2 separate regions of the Sus scrofa genome follow, and region 1 is linked to region 2. A link is a contact called in public Hi-C data. All regions are on one chromosome and are shown on one strand. Each heading gives the region's core, a stretch centred on a gene start, on an enhancer-like site or on the middle of the called end of the contact. The rest is flanking DNA. Distances are from core to core; before and after follow the strand shown. Region 1 holds the start of TMEM215 (transmembrane protein 215). Region 2 holds the start of NDUFB6 (NADH:ubiquinone oxidoreductase subunit B6).

What was found. A called contact is a pair of places that touch in the nucleus more often than the background predicts.
Region 1: a contact with region 2 is called in a Hi-C map of skeletal muscle, with 4 times the contacts expected there. The contact joins the promoter of TMEM215 here to the promoter of NDUFB6 in region 2. A contact is called at or near these places in 1 of 5 promoter capture datasets (liver) and 8 of 47 Hi-C or Micro-C datasets (embryonic fibroblasts, fetal skeletal muscle, mesenteric adipose tissue and 5 more).

The regions. Positions count from the first base shown.
Region 1 is chr10:33,668,494-33,671,840 of Sscrofa11.1, reverse strand. TMEM215 (transmembrane protein 215) reads left to right here and starts at 1,331. Exons shown (of 2, transcript XM_013980192.2): 1 at 1,331-1,796; 2 at 2,021-3,347. The coding sequence starts at 2,079. The coding sequence ends at 2,786.
Region 2 is chr10:33,848,012-33,851,390 of Sscrofa11.1, reverse strand. NDUFB6 (NADH:ubiquinone oxidoreductase subunit B6) reads right to left here and starts at 2,048. Exons shown (of 4, transcript NM_001044554.2): 1 at 1,756-2,048. The coding sequence starts at 1,935.

The DNA of each region.
Region 1 (3,347 bases), core at 82-2,581, 180 kb after region 2:
CCTGGCTTACTGAACTGTCGTCCTATAGAGACTTCCCAACCTGTCTTCTAATCTGCTGTCACCAGGGAATGCTTTTGTGTTGATTCCCGCTTAAAATGCTTCCACAATTCTTCAGTACTTGTTGGATAAAGTCAAAAGTCCCTAGCCCCACAGACAGGCTCTTTGTGATTTGGCTCATGCCTTACATTGACTATCGTATACTATGCAAATATATATTTCATCCTTTTTTTTTTTTAACAAGAATCCTGTACCAAGTATTGTGCTAGGAATTTTACATTTATTTAGTCCTCGTAATGTTTGTTACTTCACATATTTGATAGTTAATAGTCTCATTTTACAGATGGTTCAACTGATTCTCAGACAGCTTAAGTCACTTGCCCAATAATGAACACAAACCTAATTTAGGTGGGAAAGGTCTGGATGTCAAAATTCTTTCCACCAAGGCAGGGCCCTACCTGAAAGAATGTAGTTTCCTCCCTCTCACGCCCCTCATCCCCCACTCCCACCTCTCCACACCCAGTTCATTAATTCCCCAAAAGTTGAAGAACCATGGCCAAAGCCAGTCTTGCCCCTGGGGCTAGGGTAAGCCCCAGTCTAGCCCCTGCTGAGGTTGGGGAGGAAGCTCAGGAGTTAGGACTCCAGGTTCAGCAAAGGAGAGAATCGCACAAAGCTAGAACTGCATCTCGGGCTACTTGTCCTGACCCGCCCAGTTAAGGCCCTGCCTTCTCCTCACTACCTGTGTATTAGAAATGCAGGAATGGGGAGCCTGGGCTAGAGACCCTTTTTTCCTTGACCCAGCCGGCGAGGCTGGCACCACAATCGTGTTGGAGTGGGATCCAGGCTTTAAGTCCACCCCCCTCTAGGATCCAGAGCTGTAAGACCAGGGCCCAAGTAGGACCTGGCACCTCCCTGCCCACTAACTCAGCCTGGGCACTAGTTCGGTGTGCTCTGGCAACGCAGCCTGCTCTGCTGCTAGAGCGCTTTTGCGCGCCACTGCCACCCAGCGCCCCAAACCAGAACTGCCGCGGGCAGCGGGACCCTGGAGGAGCATGCCCTCCGAGCCCTGAGAGCCTCGACGTTCAGGGAGGTCGGGAACCTTCTGTGAACTGCTATAGGTTGGATCAGTTCATCCAGATCTGTAACTAGAGAAGGATCCAAGTCCCCGAGGGACATCTTCAGCTGGCAGCTCTTGCCCTCAGACCATGGACTCCAAGCCCAGGCTGCCCCGTGGGCAAACTGGCCCGACTTAAGCTCTCCGGCCCGCGGTAGCCTTGCACCCCGGACCCTCCTCGGGCGCGGAAGCGGGTCCCGCCGCCCAGCTCAGCCATCCCGCGCAGAGGCGGGAAGAACTCGGGCTGCTCCAAGTATCTCGACTGGACCCTGAGCAGCCTCTTCTGCCCGGGTGGCCTCTCCTCAGGGTCTAACCACCTCGCGCCCCCGCGCGTCCGTCTTTGTTTCTGAGCTTGCTCTGAAAGTGATGTAACGAGGCCAGGCTCGCGAGCCGCTTTCCCTCTTTCCTAGATTAAGTCCTTCCTCCCTTCAGCTCCCGCGCTCTGCGAGCAGAGCTGAGCGCTGGGCTGCACACTGCTCCGCTCCCAAAGCCCTGGAGACCGACGGGCACAGTTGGGAAAGACAGGCTCCCACGTCCCACCTCCTGGATGCAAAATCGGTGGGAAAAGGCAGGCTTTCCTTCCAGAAACAAGGGAGAGAGCCGAGGGGACAGCTGCTGTGGAGATTTTTAAGGAGACTCAGACTGGCTTCTTTCCCTGCTCCTGGGAGACGACAAGAAACCTCAGGTACCTCAGTGACCCCAGTCGGTGGATGCCTGTATGAGAGAGAGGCAGGGGTGCGCTAGGAAGAAAGAGACAGAGAAAGAGGGGGAAACAGAGACAGAGATCCTGACTGACATACAGATAGAGTGGCAGAGGCAAGGAGTAAGAGAGACAGTTGGGTTGGGAAACTGACTTGGGTTTTTTGTTTTGTTTTGTTTTTTAACACAGTGCAGTTTTGCCTCTGACAGTAGAGAAGAACGTTGCTCCCTGGCCAGCAGGTAGCCCCCAACCTGAATGGAGTGAAAGATGCGGCCTGATGACATTAACCCAAGGACTGGTCTGGTTGTGGCCCTGGTCAGTGTCTTCCTGGTCTTTGGCTTCATGTTCACGGTTTCTGGGATGAAAGGAGAGACTCTGGGAAACATCCCCCTCCTGGCCATAGGGCCAGCCATCTGCCTACCAGGCATCGCGGCCATTGCCCTGGCCAGGAAAACTGAGGGATGCACCAAGTGGCCGGAGAATGAGCTGCTATGGGTCCGCAAGTTGCCCTGTTTCCGGAAACCCAAGGATAAGGAGGTGGTGGAACTGCTGAGGACCCCTTCAGACCTGGAGTCAGGCAAGGGAAGTTCAGATGAGCTGGCGAAGAAGGCGGGCCTCAGGGGGAAGCCTCCCCTCCAAGGGCAGGGCGAGGTGCCTGGGGCCAGCTCCATCACCACCCCCACACCCATGAAGGAAGGAGAATGTCAGAGCCCTGTCCAGAGCAGGCATCGAGAGGAGACATCCAGATACCTGGATGGCTACTGTCCCTCAGGCAGTTCCATCACCTACAGTGCCTTGGACGTCAAGTGCTCAGCCTGGGACAAGTCTGAGTGCCCTGAGCCCGAGGACAGCATCTTCTTTGTGCCCCAGGACAGTATCATTGTTTGCTCCTACAAGCAGAACAGCCCCTATGACAGATACTGTTGTTACATCAATCAGAGCCAAGGCAGGTGGGATCACGAGACAATAGTCTAAGCTTTGCATAAGAGGGTTGCTGTGTTGACAGATACATGACTACACGCAGCTCCCATTGGAAGGAAACTGCCCTGCTCCAGCAGCCTTCACACTGTTAGAAACTAACCTGGTATGTGATGGGTGTGCAAATCTCCGGTGCCTGAGAGCCATGTAAATTAGGCACGTTGGGGACATTTTAGGGAAGGGTGATAAGGGTTAAAGACACTGAAAGAGGCAATGGGTCGAAAAGCAAACAGTTCAAATTGCTTTTTAACAATTTAAACCATGTTCGATGTTCTGTAAAATAACCCCAAAAGTGCTACCCAGCCAGTACCTGCTGAAAGCAAGATAAATCTAGAGTGGGCTGCAGATACCAGGCATGAAATGATATGTGGACTATTCATAGGGAAACTGAGCTGCTTTCGGTCTGAAGAAATTGAAAGAAAAAACAATTCAATGTTTCATTATATGAAATGATCTTGTCTGGTGAAAGCTTTGCATGCTCAGTATTTGCTGAAAGAAAAAAAAATTAAGATAGATTAAGATAGAATATCTACACCCTTCTGAAGGTGCGATGGTTAC
Region 2 (3,379 bases), core at 799-3,298:
ATTCGAATATTTTTATTAAACACAGTGCCTACTAGGTGACACCTCCAGAGTTCAGAGCAAAGGAGGCTTAAGCAGTATTTTGCAGAGATATAGTAATGTATTTATAGATATACGTTTTTTAAAAGACTTCTAAAAATATCCCTATTATAAGTTTAAGACAAAACATGGCATAAATAATGAAAAAATAATTTTAATAGATTTAACCAGAATAATCAGCATACAGAGTTTTCATTTCCCTAATTTATCAATTTCAAATACATAATCAACATCACTTGTACCATCTAAGATGTAAGGCAGATAATTATGAGTACACTAATGCTGGAAAAAGGATGTCTTACATACTGGGATGGGGTGTTCCATGCTCAGTGAGCTGCCTTCAGACATACTGTTTTTAAAAAGAGGAGTTCCTGTCCTGGCTCAGTGGTTAACAAATCTGACTAGCATCTGTGAGGACGCAGGTTCGATCCCTGGCCTTGCTGGGTGGGTTAAGGATCCTGTGTTGCCGTAAGCTGTGGTGGAGGTCGCTGACGCGGCTAGGATCTGGCACTGCTGTGGCTGTGGCATACGTAGGCTGGCGGATACAGCTCCGATTTGACCCCTAGCCTGGGAAACTCCATATGCTGCAGGTGCGGCCCCGAAAAGACCAAAAAAAAAAAAAAAAAAAAAAAGGGAAAGGCAAAAGTCATTTAAAACTGGAACTTTTCCAGGGCAGCCAATTTGAAAGAATAGGACCTATCCTTTCAGGGAAAGGACAATCTAAATTTTAAGTGTTATAATAGATATGATTATGGAAAAGGTTAACATGAAGTAAGTCAGATTTCAACAAATTATTATTTACTTCCTTAAATCGCTTGCTTGATGGGTGGTATGTCAACTTTCAACCAGTGGTTGCCAAATCAGTTAGTAAAATGTCAGAAATCCAAAGGGAGAAAAGAGGAGAGTTGACTTAGAGTTTAATTTTACCACCGTAAATAAGTATCTAATACCACTTGCTCAGAAAAATGTGCACCAGACTTCGTAGCTCAGTAAGAAAGTAGATACACATGGATTTCAATGTGAACTCGAATTCCTCACCCTGAGACCATGGCTACATCACTGAATTTTTGTAGGCCTCAGTTTCCACACTTAAAATTAAGATTAGGACCAATTTCTACCTTACAGGAGTCCAAAATAAAATTAAGTAACACATGTAAAACCCTTGAAAAATGTCAGGCATAAAGTAAGAACCCAATAGGACCCATTCTTATAAGATGATTACATGGAGCTGTACTACCAGTTAGAAGCACACTGTCTTCTAGGTTCGGTGTAATGGCAGTTAGTTTCTATAATCTCAACCTCAAAGATCAGACAAATGTCCTCAAATACCGAAATCACTGAATTTTAACTCTAGTGAATCCTTGGCTACCATTCTGAGGGAAGATTCCCACAGTCAAAAGAGATGCAAGGCTGCACCATCCTGTAAAACCCAGGCAAAGATTCACCTCCTACTCATCACACCTGACAGTTAAATGGTATGACAATCCCAAAGCCAAACGTGCTCCGGACTCCTGACCCCCAGGCCAAGACTCTAGGAACCAGACAGCGTTCCCACTACACCCAAGTCTCGGCAGAACCTAATTCCCCCTTGGGAAACTACCAGTACTTTCGGGGAAAGGGAGAATCAGTCCCTACCTAATGTTGCTACAGAGAGCAGGCGTCACAGCAGCCAGGCTGGGGACCGCGACGGGGCGGGGGTGGGAGAGGGCCATCACTCACCACGTTCTTCCAGGGGGCTCCATCCTGCAAAAACTTATTCCAGAATTGCTCCATAGGCCACACCCGCCGCGGGGGCAGCACCGGTTCCCGGGGGCTCAGCTCCTGATCCTTCAGCCATCGCCTTCTCAGCTCTCGCAGCTGCTGCAGTCGCAGTTTCTCGTCGGGCGTATATCCCGACATGTCGCCGCCGGTACCAAGGAAGCAAGACACGGCGCGCCCCTGAACGAGGGTCCTGTCACATACGCGCGCTTCCCCTTCTGCAAAGCGACCTTGCGAGGACACCTGGGAGCGGCGCGCCGTTACGACGTCACTGGGGTCCTGCCCTCGAGCGGCTCCAATCTGCGCGTAGTGACTAGGCATGCGCAAACTCCTGCAGACCCCCGCACCGCTTTACGCGCCCAGATTTCCAGAGAGAGGCGGTTACTGGCAGACAGTTAGCTACCGGATGAGGAGGGAAGTAATGAAAAACAGGAAGTATCAGAGGTCAGTGTACTAAACGCTCTGACCAGGAAGAACTGGTGTATTGGGAGCTGGAAGTATGTGAATATGTGACTCAATGAGTGACTTCTACATGCAAAATTCATTTGCCTCTCCCACCTTGGAATTCGTCCTCTTCCCGTAACCTAGAGTATGTGGGGGACCCTTTACATCCATGTTCTGGTAAAGAGTCCTTGAGCAGCTGTCTCGTCTGTTCCTTCATCAGTACTGCAGAAGTAGAAAGTCGCTTACTATCCAGCAGAATTAGACACGTTCACCCTTCGTACCAGCAATCCCACTTCTAGACCTCTAGTCTAAAGATACAGCGGTAAAAATATGAAAAGAATGTGCACAAACTGCAGCACTCTTTATAATAAAATCCTGTAAATTACCGCTCAATTTCTCAGTAAAGGGCTGGCTGAATAAGTTGTGGTACAATAACTAAATGAAATGCTTTGTATAAAACTGGAGAGAGCTACTGAGTACATAAGTTGTTAAGAGAAAAAAGCTAAACGGAGAGAAGTATGTATAGTATGCTACCTTTTATCCAAAAAGGGGAGGGTGGTAGTGATACTAAATGTATATATATACATATGTTTGTTCAAGTTTTTAAAATAATGGAAAGGAAAATTACTTTTTTTTTTAATGTTACCTATAGGAAGAGGAAGGGGGTAGGCTAGAAACAAGAAGGATAGAAGCTAAACGTCTCCAAATTGGTTTTTAAAAAGCACCCTCTAAAAATCAAAAGTAAAAATAGATGGATCTGACTGCTTGGCGGCATAATTTCAAAAACACACACCACTTCAGGTAACTTTATTTTTGCGTTTTAGGACTGTACCTGAGATATATGGAAGTTCTCAGTCTTAGGGGTTGAATCAGAGCTGCAGCCACCAACCTACACCACAGCCACAGCAACACCAAATCTGAGCTGAGTCTTCGACCTACGCCACCACTCACTGCAAACGCCAGATCCTTAACCCACTGAGCAGGGCCAGGGATGGAACGAACCTGCCTCCTGATGGATACTAACCAGTTTCGTTACAACTGAGCCACAATGGGGACTCCCACTTCAGGTAACTTTAAATCATCACATTATTGTACATCCATAGAGAGGTATACTTCAAAGACAAAAAGAACTGCAAGAAAG